Linked DNA regions of Hordeum vulgare: region 2 is linked to region 1. Evidence: chromatin contacts called from public Hi-C data. All regions are on one chromosome and are shown on one strand. Each heading gives the region's core, a stretch centred on a gene start, on an enhancer-like site or on the middle of the called end of the contact. The rest is flanking DNA. Distances are from core to core; before and after follow the strand shown. Region 1 has its middle 10 kb from the start of LOC123452238. Region 2 holds the start of LOC123452240 (beta-glucosidase BoGH3B-like).

What was found. Hi-C and Micro-C count contacts between places; a contact is called where the count stands out from the background.
Region 2: a contact with region 1 is called in a Hi-C map of leaf, with 2.1 times the contacts expected there. The contact joins the promoter of LOC123452240 here to the enhancer-like site in region 1.

Annotation. Positions count from the first base shown.
Region 1 is chr5H:527,099,714-527,104,111 of MorexV3_pseudomolecules_assembly, reverse strand. No RefSeq gene overlaps it. Among protein-coding and RNA genes, the nearest start is that of LOC123452238, 10 kb to the left of the region's middle. Within about 2 kb of position 2,626, at least 3 of the 3 cell types and tissues checked have open chromatin away from gene starts, as enhancers often do. A contact at or near this core is called in leaf, where this site is marked.
Region 2 is chr5H:527,182,436-527,186,833 of MorexV3_pseudomolecules_assembly, reverse strand. LOC123452240 (beta-glucosidase BoGH3B-like) reads right to left here and starts at 2,544. Exons shown (of 6, transcript XM_045128858.1): 1 at 1,834-2,544; 2 at 1,613-1,758; 3 at 1,283-1,526; 4 at 1,043-1,147; 5 at 785-967; 6 at 1-653. The coding sequence starts at 2,355.

The DNA.
Region 1 (4,398 bases), core at 1,377-3,876:
ACATGCCTACTATGACATCTCAGTTTTGAAAATATAGATTGAGCAACATCATAAATATTGTATATCTATTTAATTCATATATACCTGGGATAATTTTTCTATATTGATGTAGTCTCATTTGGTCAACATTTTAGCCGTGCGTTGCACGGGCAATTTTCCTAGTGAAAGGTAATAGTAATACTAGCCATTTGGATCACCCCAAAACTGAAGGTTAGAGCATCTACATCCGAACTGAACAAATCCGGCTCTCTACACATCCGTGGATGTGCCCGGGCATGCCCGTGGACGCATCCAAGACGGACACTAATATTTTATTCGTGTATTCATATATCTTATATCCGGACTTTCAAATTCATACAAAATCATGCACGTGGATCATCTGATACTAAATGTCACATTCATCTGATACTAAATGTCACACGTAAAACAGATGTTGGTACCAAACTTAAAAAGTGTTTACATCAATTTTATTTAAAGTGCACAATCACATCTCGTCTTTCATTTCCATTGTGGGTCTGATACGTCCATTTTGCATCATGTTTCATTATTGCTATTTATAAAGTTTTGAACAATATAACACTTCATGGAGTGTTTTTAATGGCTTTTCTCTCTTAATATGCAAGATTTACATAGGGAGGGAGAACGCCGCCAACTGGATTTCAATGCCTGAACAAGCTACAACAGAGATACTTATTCTGCACATCTTCAAATGGGCTGAAATTTCACGAAGAATTATTTTGAAATATATAAAAAATACAGGTCCAAAGATCCACTCGAGGAGGCAAGCCAGATGCCCACACAGGAGGAGCCCCCCCCCCCCCCGGGGGGGGGGGGGGGCTCGTCCTGATGTTGTGTGGAGCCCGTAGCCCATGTGTGCCCTCCTCCTTCTGCATGAATCAACGGATCATATCAACGAAAATAGTACACACACTAGACTGCATGAATAGCGCACGCGCTACAGTACCATTGTTATATGCCCTACAATGTTTTCTGATAAGCCACGCGATCTGGGCTGTCTGTTTTCGGTCTAACGGCCATGTTACGGCGTATGACATGCCATGAACATGTCATTGGGTCTTTGTCCAGCTCCAAGTATCACGTCCTAGAAAATAGGTAAAGCGGAAGCAGGAGAAGAAGGGTTACAATTTATTTTTTAAACACAATACTGACGCAAACGTTTATATACATGCGATCTTTATAAAATCACATCATTTTTTATGAGTATCTTCGAAAGACTGATCCGACTAGTTATTTTAAAATTTATGAAGTCATCTTTCCTTATTGAATGTGTATCGTCGAAAATTCTGAAATAAATTTAAAAATAAATACGAGTATCAAAACTTAAATCATGTTGAACTGGTAATACCACAACTCGTCTAACAATTCAGGCACATGCTTTTCTTTTTTGAAATCACCACCAAGCACATGTTAAACGTCGGACATTGCTTCAACCGGCGACGGTAAATTGATACGGGCGGCCGCGCTGCCCACGTCCACGTAGCTGTGCCGCACGTCCGGCGAGGCACGCAACAATGTCCAGGCTTGACACTCCAGAGAGATGTGCCGTACCCGGTAAATATATCTGGCGTGGAACGCTCGTGGCTTAGCGTCGACGCGTCCGCCACGTTACCTCTCTCTCTCTTTCTTTCACCCGTAAACGAAGCGAGGCACTCGTGCTGTCGGGTGCCTGTGCGCAGTGACCCGCCGGTTCGCACACGTCAAAGCAAAGTAAATAAATAATTGATCTTGGCGCGGCGTAGACGCGGTGCCCTGCTCGGTCGGAAACCTCGCACAGCTCTGGTACGTGAACGTGAGAACCCTCCGGCCCCTGTGATTCTGGCCGGCTTTTGTGTTCCTAGCCTTTCCGGCTCTGCTTTGGGCTGGGCAACGCGCTCGTGGGGCACGTGAGCGCTCGTGCCGTGTGTCTGGCCTGAGTAACAAGATTTTCAGCTCTCTCTTTTTTACCGTGCCGTACGCATCGACCAGAGCATCGGGAGAAGATGGGGGCATCCGCGTAGGGCAGAGCGCGTCGCGCTGGCGATTGTCTCGGCCGGGTGACCCGACGTGGGCGACGGATACCGGCCATTGTGGCGTGGCGTGCAGTGCAGGGCCGTGCTTGGATCCATCGATCTGGTCCGACGGGAGCGTAGGGACCTGCCACCACGCCGTTTCCCTTGGACGGACGTGGCCTCCTGCTGTTGGATAGCAATCAACCAGTTGCGTGAACCAACTCGTGGTTGGATGATTAGGAGGACTATGATATCCCCTTGTCATCAGAGTTTAAATTTCAGACTTTACGTTGCTGTTTGCATTTTTCTGAATTTATCTCAGTTCTTTCGACGATGTGTTTTTAGTGGGAGGAGACGTTCCCGTCGATAACGAGGCATCAGTGGTGAATTCGTCAATCTCAAGATGATGTGTCGGCTTACTCTCTTAAAGTTATTCATAGGGATAGAAAATGCGTGCGTGCGTTCATAGAGATGAGTGTACGCTCGTGTATGTGAATGACTTTGCTTGCACTCTGCTTAAAAAATAAATAAAAAGCAATCAAGCAGATAGCAACGTTACGTGGTCGGGTCGACCTCGCGTTGGACGCATGCATGATGGAAAGAGATGGGTGGTGGTGCATAGCATAGAACCTGGAACGATGACTACCGGCTTTATGGGACTTGGTGGATTGATTTGTGACCGATCCACATCGACACGACGCCTTGCCGTCGTACGTACGTACCGCATTAATAGCAGCCACACACGGCTCATGCATGCATGCATGCATTGGCCGAGTGTTATGTTATTTCCCTCAAGGTGCGTAGGTACGTACGTGCACGCATCCTCCTTGATCGATCGCCGTTCACCAGTGCGAAGGAGATGGCTGGAGCCTAGCTGCCTAGGTCGCGTACATGTATGGGCGATCGTTGCATGTGCACCCGGGACAACCGTGCATGCATGGCAGCAAAAACGGAACAGGTGGACAAGTGCGCACGTATTAACACTGCGACGCGTTGCCGCCTCTACTACTCCCTCCGTTCTTAAATATAAATCTTTTAAACGATTTCACTAAGGATCTACATACGAAACAAAATGATTGAATGTATGCTCTAAAGTATGTCTATCTACATTCGTATGTAGTATAATAGTGAAACCTTTAAAAAAAACTTATATTTAGAAACGGAGGGAATAGTAGTTATCGTAACTGCTCAAAACCAATTCGATTCTGAATCGAAAACCGCGTCATCCTATAGGCACATCACATCAACCATCCTGCTCACACACACATAGGTTGCTTCGAAGGCTAATACGTGTAGATTGATCACCTTTTGTTCTTTTACGGGCATGTCCACCTCGAACCATGGCGCCACGTACTCCCATCCGGATCAGGGCCAAAAGATTTTAGGTGACCAACGTTTCCGGCGAGACGTCGACGCTTTCTTGTCATTTCTAGCACGGTCGTACCCTGTTCTTGCACGTAAAAGGCAGGTGCGTGAGTAGGACAACGTAGAATTGCTATTGTACTGCCACAAGTAAACGAGTAATATCGCGCGGCCGTACGTGTGAGTCGTGACACCCGGCGCACGCACCGGCGTTATCGTCATCCAAGCCGGCCGACTTGCTTCGACTTGGTGCTGATCCGGAACGGGCTGACCGGGAAACACGCCGACACGTGCTTGGTGAGATGTTTTTACCTTCAATCAGCCATGTGAATTTTATAATACACGATGATATTTGTATGGTGGCTGATTTTTTTTCTCTCCTATGTGTTCATTTCCCCCCTTTTTGTTCATTTTTCTTTGACTAGCAAAAGGCCCATGCGTTACAACGGGAGAAAGAAATACCACACGGCACACGCTCTTAATTTATAAAAAATGTCTATAATTTAAGAATTTATAGTTACGATACAAATAAAGATGGTCTTATCCTACAAAAATGCAGTTTAAAATTTCACAGGTCTTCTATTTTAACACGGCTTGCATGTAGATTTAATACGTACAAAGAATCAGTCAAGTGACCTTCAGTTTCATCTCTAATCCTGATTTTATTGACGTGTTCATTCCCAACCCGGATGAGTACCGGTATGAAAGAAAGACGAATAATGACTTATTAATTAAGATTGCACCCTAGATAGTATTTTTATTAAACGTTTAACAGATAAAATAATATCATATTTAAATTCTACATATTTTTCTAATCAAATTCCATGTATAATATGTTAAATTTGAAGTTGCGGTTTAAAAGATATGAGTATTTAAAAAAATACTTAATATATACTACAAGTTTAATGTCATAAACAGTAAGGGCTTTTTGTAAAATCACCTCTGTAGGTTTTTCGACGGAAGCAATAGCCTCTTTATTATTAGGTAAAGATTTTGTGTGTGTTTCACATACACAAAATTTCAAATA
Region 2 (4,398 bases), core at 1,295-3,794, 83 kb before region 1:
CCGAGCGGGAAGAGCGGGTCGTAGTGCGCGTCGCCGACGTTCATCGGCAGCTGGTCCACCGACTTGAACCACGTCCGCGGCAGCCTCCCGGTGAACCCGTAGTCGCCGAACAGCGCGTCGGTGACGCCCTGCCCCTCCGAGCCGGGGAGCCACGCCGCCACCAGCGCGTCCGACGCCGCCAGGAGCGGCTGCGCCACCACGGGCCGCCCGCTGATGAGCACCGTCGCGCACTGGACCGCGCCGCACACCGCCTCCACGGTGCTCAGCCCGGGCTCCGGGATGGTTAGGTTCAGGTTGTCGCCGGCTGTCTCCGTGTACGGGTGCTCGCCCACCGCCACGATGGCGTAGGAGAAGCCGCCGTCCTTGACGAACTCCGCGTCGGGGTTCTCGGCGAACACGACGACCGTCGACGGGTCTATGGCCGCCTTCACCGCGTCCAGGATGGTCGTGCCCACGGTGATGCGCCCGGAGTCGCCTTGCCACTTGATCGTCCAGCCGCCGCACTGGTAGCCGAGGTTGTCGGCGTGCCTGCCGGCGACGAGGATCTTGGGCGCCTTCTTGGACAACGGCAGCATTGGCCCATCGCTCGTCTTGCCATTCTTCAGGAGCACCAGCGACTTCCTCACCGCCTCCCTTGCCAAATCCCTGTGCTCCTGCATATACCAAGTAGTAGCACATCATAAATTCAGAATTCAGGAGCTCGAGCAACATTTCTGAATTCGGTAACAAATCATAAATGAACCCAGATTTCAGAATACGGCATCAGAGTTTCATCAGTCAGTACCTGCTTGCCCAGCTGCTCAGCCATGGCGGGATCGGCGTAAGGGTTCTCGAACAGGCCCATGGCGAACTTGACGCGCAGGATCCGGGTGACGGCGTCGTCGATCCTGCTCATCGGGACTACTCCGCTGTTGACGTAGCCAGTCAGGATACTTATGAACTGCGTGTAGTTACTAGGCACCATGATCTGTAACATCACGAGAAACAAAGATCTCAGTAAGCAGCACGGCATTCACAGAGAAGAAAGTTTTGTTTTGCTTACCATGTCAAGGCCGGCAAGAACAGAAGCCTTGACAGAGTAGTGGTAGTCCGACCCTTCAGGGCTCGTGATCTTGTCAATACCCTTCCAATCTGAGATCACGAAGCCCTGCAGTTAAGATGCAACAAAGGCAATGAACATCTGAAGACTAAAAATAAGAATCAAACTGATGAAGAACACTGAATCTGAGCGTGCAAGAACACATCGACTCCTCGAGTGTAATTGTTTTGCACTCTTTTTTACCTGGAATTTGAGCGTGTCTTTGAGGTATCCAGTGACCAGATCTTGGCTGGCGTGCATCTTGACCCCGTTCCAGCTGGAGTAGGAGATCATGACGGTGGAGACGCCCTTGGCGAGAGCGTCGAAGTAGGCCGGCATGTGAATGTTCATCAGGCCCTCGCGGTTGATGATGGTGTTGTCCTCGTTGATGCCGTTTACCGTGCCGCCGTCGCCGACGAAGTGCTTCGCGCAGGCCACCACCTTGTTCCTGCAGTTCCCAAAAGTATTTGAATTGAATTCTACTCCTACATGGTAGTGGCATTTCTTCCAAAGTGTTGATGGACTGGATCTTACTTCCCGGCGACGAAAGGCATGCCGCTGGTGAAGTTCTTGGGGACGTCGCCCTGAAGCCCCGGGATGAGCTCCGTCATGGACTGCACGATCCGGCGGTCCTCGCTGTAGCTCTCGTAGCACCGGCCCCACCTCGGATCTCTGCACACCTGTTCATGATAAGGAAAGCAGCAAGTGAGTGAGTATTCAAAATTCAGAAAATGTTGCTCAGAGATTTTGTTTACCGCGATGCACGGCGCGAAGGCGTACTGGATGCCGGAGGCTCTGACTTCGAGCGCGGTGGCCTCGCCGATCCTCTTCACCAGGTCGGGGTCGCGGGTGGCGCCGAGGCCGACGTTGTGGGGGAAGATGGTGGCGCCGTAGACGTTGTTGTTGCCGTGCACGGCGTCGATGCCGTATATCATCGGGATGCCGAGCCGCGTGGACATGCAGGCCCTCTGGAAGCCGTCCACCATGTCCGCCCACTCCTTGGCCGTCGCGCCCTTCCGCGGCACGCTGCCGCCGCCGCTGAGCAGGCTGCCGATGAAGTTGTCCCTGAGCACCTCCGGCGTGGCGACCAGACGCTCGATCTGCGTCATCTGCCCGATCTTCTCCGCGAGCGTCATCCGCCCCAGGAGGTCGGCGACGCGCGCCTCCACGGGCTGCGCGGCGTCCTTGTACAGCGCGTGGTCGGCCTCAGCGCCGAGCACGGCCCAGAAGAGCAGGAGCGCGGCGAGAACAACGCCGGAGCGGCCGCCGTCTGCCATGTCGGGTGGTGGAGGCAGGACGCGTTCGACGGCGGGAGGAGCCGAGGACGGTGCAACAATTTAAAGAGAAGAGTGGGGAAGGGCAGGTGACGGCGGGAGGAGGAGGAGCCATGGCCGCCGTGCTCGCGCGTGCCGGTCTCCGCGTTCGAGAAATGTGTATTTTTTGGGGGTCAAGTTGCATGAACTATTGACGACTGCGTATCCGTCGGGTCAGATTAGGTTTTCAAACATATCTAGGCACATGCGGGACCCGGCAGCCGCTACTTTGGGCAACCCATGCCGCACAAGCATAGCAGTAATAAACATCAGATATAATAAAATTAGAACCAGGCACTAGAACGAGTCGAAGAGCGCTGCCGCCACCATCCCTCAATCATGAGAGGTGGGCAAATCTTTTTATAGTGTGTTCTTGTTGTCCATTGCTTGAACTGAAAACAGTTAATGCATTTTATTACAAGTGTTACAAATTTACAAGTAGTAATAGAGAGAGTCACTTACACCATAAGTGCTTGAATTTGGCAAGAAAATTCAGTTTGGTTCTAAACTTGCGGCATACAATGAAACGGTGACAGAACTTGGTTTGGACGACCCACTGTCAGGGACAGAAAATGCACGGATGGACGGGCGACCAAGGTTTTTACAAAAAACACCTTAGAAATTTTTTAATCACAAAAAACCCCCTTGATTATTTTCCTTGAAAATACCAGTGAGAAGCACCCCGTTTGTAAAAATTACAAAGGAGGAAACATGTAAATATTACAAAGTAATAATATTTCTCGTAATTCAGTACATGAATATTTACCCGAATGCATGAATACATCCTAAAATTATATGAATATTTTTCTAAAACATTAATAATGCATGATTTCTTTTATAGTTGCGAAAATTATTATAATATGTAAATATTATTTTAACTATAGAAATATTTTTAGAAAATAATTTAATATTTGATAGGATAAGATTGACATTATTTTAAATACAAACCTTTTTTAGAATTATGTGAAAATTATTTTAGATGACAATAGTTTTAGAATTACATGAACATTATTTTAAGTAATATATTTTTTATAATTACATGTCCATTATGTTAAATAAGAATATATTTTTAGAATTACATGAACATTTTCTTAAATCATTTTCTTATAATTAGAAGAACATTATCTTAAATAAGTTAATTTATTTGTATGTATAATATTTTTTATGTATTCTTACAAAATGTTATGAAATGAAATAAAGGTAATAGATAAAAATGGCCCGCGGTGATCGAGGACATTTAAGGCCTATGTGGGTTCTTGTCTATAGGTCATTACGGACAGAACTCCCATTTATACAAAGTGATACGTGGTGTGATGGCTAGCCTTTTCGCACTTGCGTTTAAGGTCGGTTCGAACCTGCGAGTGCTTAATTTTGCGTCCTCATTTTTCTTTGTTGTATTGTGTCCTGGCGGGTGGGGCTCAATTGTCAAAGTCATTTTTTAGGATTATTTAAGGAAAAAATTGAGAGGTTTTTTATGTGAACAAGTAAAATACCAGGGTGTTCTTTGCAAAATATCATGCCACACGCACGTCCTCGCCTTCCAGTCACTTACATTGGGCAAATCTAGCGAGATCCGACAGCGACACACCTCCACACGCTCTCCAATGATGCTAGACGCACCATTGGGGGGCAAGGATAGAGTATGTGGGACATTATTCCAGTGAGTGGCATCGTCGTCGCCACACAACCCCAACAAAGACGTTGGACTTAATAAGAACGAGAACATGATCCCTCTGGCCGGTGGGGGTCGAGGTTCTCCATACATCCATTGCCTAAAGGCTATCGAAGACGGAGAGGACCAATGGTAGTGCCGATAGGAGGAAGAAAGTGTGAAATCTTTTCTTGCGAAGGAGGAAAGAGTTCTTTTCGTCGATTCTTAGGTGTGAATGGATCTCCTAGAAATTCCCTTTCCCTCAAATATCACTGATATACGGTTGGTTAGATAAAAAACATGGTCCAACAATCATTTTTATTCGAAAAAGGCATTGGCACGCGAGACTGTCCTCC